Linked DNA regions of Mus musculus: region 2 is linked to region 1. The links are chromatin contacts, called in public Hi-C maps. All regions are on one chromosome and are shown on one strand. Each heading gives the region's core, a stretch centred on a gene start, on an enhancer-like site or on the middle of the called end of the contact. The rest is flanking DNA. Distances are from core to core; before and after follow the strand shown.

Region 1 (6,064 bases), core at 8-2,507:
TTTCAGGTCTGATGCCAGGGACCCAGCATGTGTGGCATGTGCTCTTTTGTGTGCTTACAGATCACGTCTTGTTTCTAGACTGTAACTGCATAGCATAAAAACAGCTTGTGACCCAGTCGACGGGGCGAGGCCAAGCCGTCCTTCCCACTTCCACACAGAGTGATTTTGGCGAATGTGAGCTCTGTCCCTCTGTGATTTCCTGCCACTCTTCCAGCCATCACACTGAGGTCTAGAACTCATAAAAACCTACCGAAAGGCTGAAAGGAAGAAAGACAGACAGTTGCACAGCCCCACAACACTGACCACAGATGATGACATCAGGACAGACCATGAAAGCAATCAGTACAGAAGGGACAGCAGCCCTACCAATCTATGTGGGAGGAGAAGGGTTGCCCAGCTGTGCTGAGCCCTAAGAGACCACAGAGGGTGGTCCATTATCACACTGCGGGGTTGGGAGGTCTCATCTACACAAGCCAGCTCCTACTTCTGTTCCCACACGTTGTGAGTGCTGACTAGGAAGAAAACCACATATGTACAGAGAAATCGGCCACATCTGCCACTACTGTCACTGAGGTCAAGGCCTCCTGTGTACTTGACTTGGTCTTAGACATGGTGCAGGCCTGGCACCTAGTGCTCTTTCTCCGAGCTATTTTTCTGGAAATGTACTTTCTATAAGCCTAAAATAGACCCACCAGCTTCTTTTTGTCTCAGACGCCCAGCTAGCACTGATAATATTTATTCCTTTGTAAGAACTATCAATCTTATTTTCCCTTAAAAATACCTTTCAAGTTCCCATATTCACGGGCACAACCAAGCCTTTAAATAACGAGACTGTCTGAATGTACATGGATCAGCAAAGAAATACAAATGATTTGGCTGATGGGCCCTCATTTCTACAATCAGACCGATATACTAATACCGATCAAGAGGATTAAATTCATCCCTCATTCTGACCCTGCAGAAACTATTCAAAGGATGAGAAGCTACGATGTAGCAAGTGACACCGAGTGCTCAGACTAGGGCACTCTGCTGAGGAAATGGTACCACATTTTCTTTGGTTCTTAGGCCGGCTATACCTGGAAAGCTCCAGCGATGTAGGAAAGTGCTGACAAGATCTGGTTACTGGAAAAGGCAGTCAGTTCAAGCTTCTCTTAAAACTGCTCCGCATGCAAGTCACCAAGCAAGTGGTGTATGTTCAGAGGGAAAGTTGGCCTTTTCCCAACAGAAGCTCATGAAAGCCAGCTCTGCTTCTGTCTGTGATTCTCTGGGGACCCAGGGCCAGGCTGGAAGTTTCCCAACCATTTTCAGCACTCAGATGTTAGTGAGCAGAAGCAGCCCACAAATGGCCTGGTAAAATGCTGGCCCCAGCCTCATTTCAGGAACATAATCTACTGGCTCAGAAGACCTGAGGCTAGACGTACGTTAGGATGTGCTTCGTGAGCCACAGTTACAAGAGATGCAGGTCCACGCTTTAGCCCTTTGAGCAACACCACTGCCGGAAACAGAGCTCTGAGAGCAGCAGATAACTCAAGGTGTCAGAGGCTCCTCAAAGCCACTGAGGGTTGGCTCTCGAGTCAGCTGAAACATTGATGTCATCGGGGAAGATTATAGAAAGCGGCCGAGTTAGCAGAGATCAGTGCAAGCGAAGGGCAGAGGCCAGTGGCCCATCAAGCAACAAGGGTTGAACATGGAGCCAGGAAGAAGATGGCATGCTCAAATTCTTCCGAGGGGCTTATTAGAAGGGACTGTTGTCTGACTGTATGGCAGAAGAACAGGGAAAGGAGGAGCCAACTAGAGGCAAATGATGTTGCTAGCAAACTGAAATGCTCAATATACTTATTATATGAAAGTGATTATTCAAATGCTTCAAATACCCACCAGTCTGTGTGGGCCTTGGAGGGACAGGGGGAGAGATAAGTTTCCCACTGTCCGACATGTTCTTGGCTTCTTTCCCACTGTCCAGGCTCCAGCTGCTAGGGGTGGGATTCACAGCTGGAAGGGAATAACACAGCTAAACACACAAGAGCCAGCTTTGCCTTTCAAATGCTTGAGATCTTAGGAGTCTGGCAGAATTATCCAGAACGTAGTCAAAAAGACCACAAAACCTTAAGCAGTAACCAAGCAGGACACTTCCCCAATATTAAACCTCTCTCTAATTGGTTACCTAACAGAGCTGACATTTAATTGAGTAACAGCAGGTCTCTTTATTTCCCTCAAGCTGTCAAACAGAACTGCAAATCTCTATGCCAGGGAGTAGCAACCTGCTGAGAATTCCAAATGTGTTTAGATGCTGAGAAATAGATGGAAAATATAGTCATCAGCCTATTTGTAGAAATGTCTGAACAAATGGCCATCTAAAGGAGGTGATGAGGCAAAGGGCACTCTCTTATTTCAACTGTGTGGCAGAAGTACCAAGGACAGGGTTGAGGGTGCCACACTGACCAGTCCTGTCAGGAAAGGATGAGTTCCAAATGGACAGATTACACTAAGTAAGTCCTGAGAAAACCACTTGGACTGCTGATAACGTCATTGTTACTTTGCAATCCATCTGCTCCAGGCATCACGGTGTAGGAATATAGACAGCTCTGCTAGGAAGCAGGGCAGGACACACAAGGTTATGAAACACTCCACAATGAAGTTTCTAATAGTAAAACCAGCGTTCCCGCTTGCTTCCCGTGCAGATACTGCCATCTGACGGACGCAGTGAGAATTGCCACGTTTTATTCCTCCAAGTTACTGCTTTGATTTAATGGGGTGGAAATATTTTAAACATTATTTTTTTTTCTCTATTTCTTTTATATTTGCTGGGTAGTTTTCTTTAGTAAAGTTGGTAAAAATAACAGCACATCCCTAGTTTCTCCTGGTGAAGATCAATGCTTGACTTACAACATTAAAGCTAATTCCATGCTTTAAAATAATTTTGGCTAGGCCCTCACTAATTTTCATCTCCCTTTGGGAAGTTTTAATGTTAATCTATCAGTGTACCAAAATGGTAATACAGCCTAGTTCTTAATGGGGGCAATTAAAGTGCACTTTACTGGGACATTTCATTAGTGAGTCTTGATTCATTAGCCTGCGAGACTGCTATTTTTGAGGCCTGACCCTGAGAGGCAAACGGGTGACTTTGCAAGTCCCTGCACCCACAGTGGAGGAAGCGACATTTAATCTGCTCTTCCTGGTCTGTGTGTTGCTAATTGGCTTCTTAGCTCTATGCATGCATTTGGTGTGTGCATCTTATTTGTGTGTGCTTGACCTTGAGGCGGGCCCCACTCCATTATGCGTCTGATCGCAATGCTTGCATGGCATTTAATGGTACAAGAGCCTGTGTGAGTGACCACCAACAACAGTTGAGCTGGCTGAATATGAGCTTTGTGAAGGAGACAATGGATGGGGTCTGTGGAATCAATCTGAGGAGTAGCTACTTTCATTGTGTGAACTAGTGGCTTAATTGGCAACTTTGCTTCAGGGAGAGCAGGCTTGGCCTGGGCTCGCTGAACAACAGAAAGCCATTACACAAAGGAGCTTCTAATTTGCTCAGAGCTTAGGAGTTTATGGAGAATGGATCATGATAAACTGCCTTTCACTAATTGCCTAAAGATCACACTCACCCTGATCATTAACAGTCTAGAGCTCTACCTGCCACACGGCACACAGAAGACTGGGGGAAATGAGGACACAACAAACCCTGACACATTCTAGGACCTACAAGGGGTGGATGACTGGTACCCACCTTTCTCAGGTGCAGAAAGGTTGGGGTCACTTCGAGGCAAGGCCCCATCTCCAATATGATTAAACAGCATCCTCTGGAAAGGGAGAAGAGTCCATTTTTATGATATAATATGCTGAGGTAGGATGCCTTTTAGAAAATGAGATGGTTATCTCCTTATGAAACTCTTTGCTCAAAACATTTTCTATATGGTATAATGAGCCTAGGAACAAATAATTAAACTCTATTTAAGGAGAAAAGGGGAAACAGAGTCTTAGGTTTTCTGAAAGAAACATAATAAGAAATGGTGTTTTACATTAAATATAAATGGTAAATAATTACTCATAATAAACATAGGGAAAATTAATAGTAAGAATTCGCTAGGTATGATGTTCTTTACAAGTGTATACTGCTAGACTGGCAGTATGACATGAATAAGAATGAAAGGAGAAATATTAATTTAAAAACCTACTATATAGACAAACTTATAGTTCAAATACTATAATAGACAAAAATGAGCTAATGAATATTCTATAATTTTAACCTACAAAATTACCAATATTACATAGCTCTACCTAACTCATGAAAAGAAAAAGTGGAAACCTACAGCATTATACATTATTATAATTTTGGTAACATATATACTGATTCAAATTTTACCCAAGACAGATAACTCAGGACTAATCAAGGAAGCCTTTCAGAGTTTCCCATGCTGGCACATGATCTCTTAGAGCAGATGAAACAAACTGAAATCCCCTTGCAATGCCAGTGACAACGGGAAATAAAATTGGTTAGCTGGTTCAGGCAAACGCACTCAGAAATCATTTCTGCAAGACATCAGTGCTGCGCAGAGGAGGTATCCTGGGCCTTTCGGGAAGATCACACAATCAGCAAAGATAAACCAATCAAGCCAAATCCCACTCGCTCTCATCCAATTCCAGATGCAGCTACAGACTTCTGCCAGGATGGTGTAGAAAAACAGAGAAATTAGCTGGAGCAGAAACAAGGAGTTTTCTCTGCTCTTAAAATTAGTCCCAAATAAACTGTGAAAAAAACTCAGGGATACAACACGAATCTTCAACTTCGTACCCACCCTCCAATGCACATACGTTGCCCCTGGACTGGGCCTGTGGCCCATGCTCACTCAGGTTTTTGAAAGCGAGGTTTGAGTGACCGGCGGAACCACATTCCCTAGCTCGTATGACATCTCCAGGACACAGCCCCTTTCCTGGTAATCCATGGAAGATCAATGGCAAAGGCAAACAGATTGCACCTACATTCTTGGGGAAAGGAGTCAGCTGCAGCTCTTCCCAATAGCTATGGACAAACAGGAAGGTCTGGGCAGAAGCAGGAGTCTTCCCCTAAATTCAGTTGTTCTTCCCTCCCCAGACTTCTACTCATACACATGCAAACACACACACAGATGGTTTATTCACTGGCTTTTCCTTGGAATGTTGTTGTAGCAGCCATGAACCAGGTTGAGATCAAGGGCCAGGCAGTCCCTCTCAGTTTCACTGTCAGGGCTGTGACCCAGATATCCCTCTAGAACAGTGGTTCTTTAATCTATGGATCCTGGCCCTATTGTGGGTCACATCAGATATCCTACTCAACCTGTGGGTACCATCAGATATCATGCATATCAGATATTTACATTATGATTCATAAAATTTACAAAATGACAGTTATGAAGGATTTATAACAGTAGCAAAATTACAGTTAGGAAATAGCAACACAGTAATTTTATGGTCGGGGGTCACCACAGCATGAGGGACTATACTCAAGGGTCACAGGATTAAGAAGAACCACCGCTCTAGAAGGATGAGTCAGATGGTGCTCCAAACAATGGGCAGAGACCAGAGGTGGACTGACAAGAGTCTTCTTCCAACTGGCCTTGTCACTGGTTGCTTTTGGCAGGCACTGTATGAGTCCAAAGAGATTCACACACAATCCCACACTCTCCCATTCTCTAGCCTCTGATTCCCCCACAGGAGAGTACCTGAGAAGGCTCCACGGGTGTTGGGTAAATGGCACTGCACGGTCTATCTCTTGGGGACAGGCAAGAGTTTTCTCTGGAATGTTTGTGTTTGTCAGACAACAAAGGCGAAGCTGGGAAGAGAAACAGACATTATCAGTGAGCTAGCCTGTGGGGCCTTAGTGAAAGCCAGAGTGGTGTGGCAGCTGCCTACAATATGGGCCACTGAAGCCACAGTTCCCAGGGCCTGGAAACATCTCAGGGCGCCAGACAGGACATCCCCAACTCGGCACTAACCTCTGGCACTCGACGGAGCAGAACTGGTCACATTAGGTGAAGCAGAGTGAGTGGAACTCAGGCTTGAGGTAGACGGACTGGGCTGGAAA
Region 2 (6,998 bases), core at 3,498-5,997, 790 kb before region 1:
AAGACTTCTATACTGCTGTAATAATTTCTACACTAGGTTAACAAAAGCTCAAGAAATATAAGTATTCAAGTTCTTATCCATTAGATAGTATTACTGGTCAGAGCCTAGTATTAATTTAGAATGTAAAATGTCATTCTTATTACAGAATAATTCATGGATCAATGTCAACCAGGCTAAAGGACTTTGGAGTTTTCTGAAAACCCTTCTGCTCAGGTTACCAGTGACTAAGGACAGGGTATAAATACCCACTGAGTTTTCAGCAACCACCACCCTGATCCCATTGAGAATAATAAATCTATTAGCTTTTGTATCTATTGTATGCTCCAAAACATTTTATCCACCAGTCTTTATCAGAATCCTAAATGTAAGCTTCTTTTAATATATTCCTCCTTTTGGGACCAAAAGCATCCCTAATTCACAGTTTACAGAAAAATACTAAAACCAAAATATATTCTTCATGGATAGACATACAGACACATCAGGGTTCTATAATTCTGAGCTGGTACACCAACCACAAAGATATTATTTAAAACACATCATGTAATTTTACTGAGGAAAAAAAATCAATCATTTCTATTCTCTTATAATGCTAAACCATTTGCTGGAATACAGTGTGACTCAATAATCTGTGATAGGCTACACTAATTTCCATATCTTTATCGGGCCATTTTATCAACGGCTTTAAAATGTTTAATTTCTAGTGATTCAGTGGATTTTTATTTCACTAATACCAGAGTTATTTTTAATAAATGAGGGTGTTTTGATGTCTCTAATATAGTCTTTCAACTTGGAAAGCAATTATCATGTAAATGTTTTTTTAGTAACAACAACAAAAAAGACCCATGATTGCCTGCCTCCAACTGCACTGCAATGCCAATGCCAATTCGGTTTTCACATAGTCTGGCACTGGACCATCCAACAAGAAGTGACTATGGTATGGGCAGGACCCAGACCCCTTCATCTTGCTCCTTCCTGAAGCCTAGAAGTTACTTTGCTTCTGGGGACACTCTTTAGGATACATCTAAACAGGGAAGATCAGCAACAACAGAAAATTAAATTCTATGAAGTGGCTGATAAAGGAGATTATACGTCACTCATTAGGCTTCTGTTCGATACAGTCTGTCTTGGCGATTGTGGATGATGCTGATCCTAGTGCATAATTAATACTAATCTCTTTCTCTCTCCAGAGTGTTACGGTTTAGGTGATAAATTATATGGTTATCCTGGCCATGAGGACTAAGAAGAATCTATATGCTTACTTCATTGTCATAGCTAACTACATGAAAGAACCGCAGATTCTAAAATAGAGGGCATGTTACAAGGCCTCACTGCTGATTGTCTAGGAAAGATCTGCGAAATAGACACACAGCACACAGCTGTCCCTACATGCAGAGTTGATGCTTCAGACATTTGAATTGTGGCTGACTTGTGTCAATGTGCTCTAATTCAGTGGGAGAATTTTTCTTTAGTTTATGCTTTTCTAAAACAGAGTTTCTGTGTGAGTCATAAAGAATTAATATGAAAAAGCAAATAGCTATGGTGGAACTAATAAGTATGTCAAAATGTTAATTTCATTAGCTTCTCACTGTTACTGTCATAGATAAGCATACACAGTGGGGTCAACACTATGAAACTAAGAGCTTCAGAGAATCAAAAAAAAAAAAAGTCACCTTGTGATTTTAACCAATGTTGACATTAAGATACAATATCCAGGCCCCTCAAAGTCTCCTCATTTCCAATCTTAGGTATTGGCTGAACTCGCTGAACAAAAACTTCTAACTCCATATTTTACTTTGTCAATATAAATCATAATCAGTGGATTATAAATAATGTGACTGCTTTTATCTGGGTCACTGGAAATAAATCAAAGTAGTCACCATGCATGCCATAAACAAAGGCCCTTAACTATTCTCATGCGAAGCTTGACTGCGCTTCAAGAGAGAATAATCTGAGTAGTTTTCAGAGTCACACTGTTGGTGGTTAATCTTTTTTCAGAGTAAACAGCAATCCTTTAAAGATATTGCCTGGCTATCTATGAAAATAAAACTGAAGTCCTTGCCTGGACCCACAAAGCTCTGGAAACCTGTAAAAGGGTTACCTCTAAAAATACCTCAACTTTCTTTGTTGTGTGTGCTGGCGTCTTGCAAGACCTTGAACTCTCACCTAATTTGTTTCCTCCTCAGGTTTGCATTGGTGAGTTCTTTGGTTTGATTATCTTTCATTTGCCCATGATGATTCACTGTCTCCTTCTTTTAATTTCCAAAACTTAGAGAAATTTGCAGTGAATCCCTTACCTAAAATCCACCTCTTTTTACTAACACCTCTCATATGTTCTTATCTTACCTGTGCATGTTCATGCATGTGCATGTAGACTCGCTCTCCATCCCCAACAACAGGCATGTATGCAAATGAAGGTTAAATGTTTCTTTTGTTCACTATGTCTCTCTAGTACCCATGTCAATGACCATTAAGTCGATGGAATTAAGGTTCACCAAGAGCATCCAATCTCTTACAATGATGCCATTTACAAAATTCATGCTTAAGAAACAAGCATATCAGTTATTTCGCATCATAAACTCAAAAATCATGTTTTCAGAATACAATTCTTTGTATTCTGTCCCACAGGACAGAAGGTGGACATACCTGCTCATGAACTGGTTAAATAACCAGATCATCCAACATTAATTTCAAAGGTTATATTGAAGTGTGTCTAAGCTTTTGAATTTAAAGTCTACTTTATCTGACATTTAAATAGATATCCTGTGCTGTCTCTGACTCTTTTGCCTACTACTGGGACCCTCCTCCTACTGGGTGGCCTAGTCCAGCCTTGATGTGATGGTATGTGCCTGGTCTTATTTGTAGCTTGTTATGCCATGTTTGGTTTATGTCACTGGAAGGGCTGCTCATTTCTAAGGGAGGGAGTGGATCTAGAGGAGAAGGGAAGTGGGGATAGAGACTTGGGGAAGGGAAGGGAAGAAACACTGCAGTCAAGATGTAATATATAGGAGAAGAATTTATATAAAAAATGGAATAAAAAGTGAATGCCTTCTGAGAAGTTAATTCTCAGTAGTATTGAAAAAATGTATAAAAACTTTCTGTATAGTTTTGGGGACTAATTAATTTTGATGTTTGGTGGTTTGAATATTCTTGGTCCATGGTAAATGGCCATACAAGGAAGTGTGGCTTTGTTGGAATAGGTGCGGCTTTGTTGGAGGAAGTATATCGCTGTGTAGGTAGCCTTTGGGGTCTCCAGCTCCACTCAGTATAGAAGAGAGCCTCTGCCTGGCTGCCTACAGAAGATGGTCTCTTTCTTCTGCCTGTGGATCAAGATGCAGAATCCTTGGCTACTCCAGCACCAAGTCTGCCTGCATGCTGCCATGTTTCCTCCCATGATAGACAATGGACTGCAATTTTTAAACTGTAAGCCAGTCCCAATTAAATGTTCTCTTTTCTAAGAGTTGCCTTGGTCATAGTATCTCTTCATAGCAATGAAACTCTAACTAGGGCACTATGTGATTTATTTATATTTATAATATCTTTTAAAATAAAAAAATAAAGCTTTCTGGGAGGGGAGCTAAAAATAAAAACAACCACAATTCTGTACTTTTATAACTAATATTTCCATTTTAGTCTATTTAGTCTGCAAAGATAAGTAGTATTTGTGAGCAAGGATGTTCTTCATAGCCTCTACAATTCAATAAAGCCAAGCTATTTCTGTAATTAAAAACAAAACGTTAAAAAGTTAATCTTCCTTAGGGAGTAGAGTCAAAGCCACTACTAAAGAGAACAGATTACAATGTCATTGAACTGAGACTTGAAAAGGTAGTGCTAAGCTAAGTGACTGCTAATTGCAATGCTCTGTCCTGGGATCCATCTCAGTATCTGTCATTCCACCCAACAAAACCCTTACAGTGGCTTTGTTTTAACTACAGGGTGCTTGCCAGGTCACTTGGCCTCTCTACCTGTGATGCTACACCAGAAAGGCCATCTACCCCAAATCAGCTGATCAGTTGGTTGACCAGCAGTCCATCTAATCCATACACCATAGCTCTGTCCCCTAGAGGGCATACTGAGACTTCCATCACATCATTGAGACATGAGGCACATCAAAAGAAGGCAGCAGGAAGCAATGGGACAAAGGTCAACTGAGAAAAATGGAGGCAATAGACAGAGCAATATGGATACAGGGTACAATGGACAGAATGAAACTAGAAGTCATAGTGTTACTCTCTTGCTATTCTTCAGGGAGCTGATTCTTGGGAACTGTTCCCCTTATTTTATGAGATATCTCCTCAGCAGGAACTCTAAAGAATACATTTTGTACATTTATAAGCGGAGGAAACTTAGCTAATAGAACACTACCTAGATAGAATACTGGGTTAAGTCTTTAACAGTGAACTTGACCTCTGAAAAGTTCGTACCTCCAGGCTGACCTCCGATTCTCTAGTTTTAAGTTAAAAATAGTCCATATATCATGGTATGTATACTAAAACCTAAAGGGGTTTGTTTGTTTATACTCTTTAGAAAATATCAAATTCTTCCCATGAAAGCAAATTCTGGAAAGTCACATTTGGTTTTAGTCTGCCTCCTAGGAAATTCAGTAGTATCCAAGGGAAAACAGGACTGAAAGGGCATGTCACACACCAGAGCCCTGGCTTGTCACAAGGGCACTGCTAGGCTAATGACCCCTGTGACTTACAGGAGCAACTTCCTATAAGCATTTTCAGATATGTAATTACCAGAAAGGGATCACAAACAGAAACAAGGAAGCTCATCAGGAAGTGTTTTCTTATCTCATTGTCTGGCCTTTTAACACCTATCAAGGCTGTTAGAAACCATTGTAGGTGTGTATTCTCTCACTAGTTTAATGTCTGAGAAGCTGAGATAACCAGGTGCTAAGGTTTGAAAAGAATAAAAAAGAAAGAAAAAGTAAGAAATGGGTTCTTCCCCACTGAAAGACATAAAGCAGTAAAGAATGGTTGTTTTTCTAATTAATTAACAAAAGGATTTTTGAAAAAGACTTTAAATTGGAAGGAAATCTTAGCTCTGAGTCCTTCCTCCTTTGTTTCACTCACTGCTCCATGATTGAGGTCTACAAACGGGGATGATAACTGGTGTCTGTTTGCAGTACTTCTTCTGCATGGGCTTCAACAGTATCCAGGAAGAAGGTGACTCCTACCCTGGTTAATCTCCTGCCTCAGCTCTGTCTGCCTCTGCAGTGTGAACCCAGTGTACACTTACAGAGTGAGGAGAGTAAAGCGTCATGTCTGCCCAGAGATCCACTGTAGAGTTTAATCTTGTGCAGACATCTCTAATGTCACATTGCTGACTGGCCAGCTGGTAATTCACAATGAGAAACAGCAAAGTTCCTTTTCAATTGTAATTTTAAAAGAATCCTGGTTCATTAACTGTCTTAATTTTATTTTATTACATGAATAATGTGTGTAATTTGATGAGTGTTTTAGTTTTGTAAGAATAGTTTTATTGACATGTAGTTCTTATAGTATATAAACAACCTCATTAAAATGTGCAACTCCATTTTTACATATCTAACTGTACAACTGTCAGCATGGTACCCTTTAGGATATCTCTATACCTCTTACAAACAAGCAAATAGCCCTGCACCCATTAAGAGTCCTATTCCCCTCTTCCATGCCTGTGGGAATCACTAACCTGTTTTTGGTTTTGTGCATTTCCCTATTCTGGCCATGTTTTTAAATAAAATCACAGTATTTTTCAGTGGTAAATGAGTCAGGAAACATTTTAAATGGTTTTGTAAATGTTTCTAATTCTTGGCTGGTGTAGAGAGAATAGCTGGGGTGCGGTGACTGCTTTTTTTATGCAGTCTATCACAATATCACACCTCTGGAAAGTTCCATCCTGCATGAACAATAGCAAAACAGTAAAATAAAACAAAACAAAAAGACAAATGGCATCCTTTGGTTATGAATAAAGTAGTTTTACTCTCACAGAACTGCAAAGGGGGTCTTGGGTGATCCTGCCAACATCTTTACACTGCTGATCTCAATTCTGCTCTAAAACTGACAGGGGCTCTTTCCATTTCGTTTGTTTTGTTTATATAATCATTAACACAAGTGTTTTTAGGATGGAGTTTTGGGTGGAAACAGAATCAGAAAACATCTTGAATACAATTTTCAAGGCATTTGACTACTATATTGTGTACACCTGGGTACACCTTACTTCAAGCAGGCAATCAGAATGAGATGCATCGTGCACTAATGGCTTTCTTGCCCATTCTCAAATATTGTTTATATCAGCAAGCACGATAAATAAGACTTTACTATCTGTTGCTCAAACTCTTGATTGTTTCAGTGCTGTGTGCAGTTTCAACACTCACTGTGAACCTGGAAATGTGTGTTTCAGTTGCTATCCAGCTTGTCCTGATCTCTACGGTTATAAAGGAGTCCTGTGAGTTTGTGTTGGGGATTCTGAAATAATAAAATGTTCTTGAAAATTTCTAAAATAGATATTGATGTCACAATATTAAAATAATTGTGCTAGCATTAATACCTGAAAGCAGTAATTTAATGGTCAGAGTATGTGGTTAATCTTGGTTTAATTAATAATTATCATAGGTTTTGTAACTTAAGAAGAATGGTGTGCTGAGTGACCTCAGGTAAACCTTCCATCCTGAAACAGTTACTGATGCTCAAAGCAAATAAAGCAAAGCCTAAGGGAAGGGTGCCCAAAGTTCTAGATCGCCAGGCGTATTTTACTTTAATTTCAAATAAGCATTCAAAAGCAAGTTTAAAATCCAGATTTTAAGTTAAGAACAGTAGTCTGGGCACCTACCTTACAATATCTCCTTCAAGAGCGATCACTCTCTTAATGATTTTCTGTTCTGGGTTTTTAGGAGACCTAGGATAAAAAAGAAAATATTATACAATCAGCTATGTTTCTGTTATTCGAAGAAAAGAAGGATAAATTGCTTAAGAAAATCAGCTGTGGTTAAATCACTACAGAATTCTTCACACTCA

The links. A called contact is a pair of places that touch in the nucleus more often than the background predicts.
Region 2: a contact with region 1 is called in a Hi-C map of the N1E-115 cell line, with 8 times the contacts expected there. The contact joins two enhancer-like sites. A contact is called at or near these places in 3 of 15 datasets of contacts at CTCF or cohesin (embryonic stem cells, large pre-B cells and pro-B cells), 5 of 484 Hi-C or Micro-C datasets (the N1E-115 cell line and embryonic stem cells) and 2 of 115 datasets of contacts at active chromatin or transcription factors (embryonic stem cells and large pre-B cells).

Annotation. Positions count from the first base shown.
Region 1 is chr12:40,834,369-40,840,432 of GRCm38.p6, reverse strand. Dock4 (dedicator of cytokinesis 4) reads right to left here. Exons shown (of 53, transcript NM_172803.2): 48 at 5,976-6,057; 49 at 5,703-5,812; 50 at 3,731-3,803; 51 at 1,879-1,992. Among named protein-coding and RNA genes, the nearest start is that of Immp2l, 190 kb to the left of the region's middle. Within about 2 kb of position 1,257, at least 19 of the 459 cell types and tissues checked have an H3K27ac peak or open chromatin away from gene starts, as enhancers often do. A contact at or near this core is called in the N1E-115 cell line, where this site is marked.
Region 2 is chr12:41,628,645-41,635,642 of GRCm38.p6, reverse strand. Immp2l (IMP2 inner mitochondrial membrane peptidase-like (S. cerevisiae)) reads right to left here. Exons shown (of 7, transcript NM_053122.4): 5 at 6,814-6,879. Among named protein-coding and RNA genes, the nearest start is that of Gm40412, 25 kb to the right of the region's middle. Within about 2 kb of position 4,747, at least 2 of the 459 cell types and tissues checked have an H3K27ac peak or open chromatin away from gene starts, as enhancers often do. A contact at or near this core is called in the N1E-115 cell line, where this site is marked.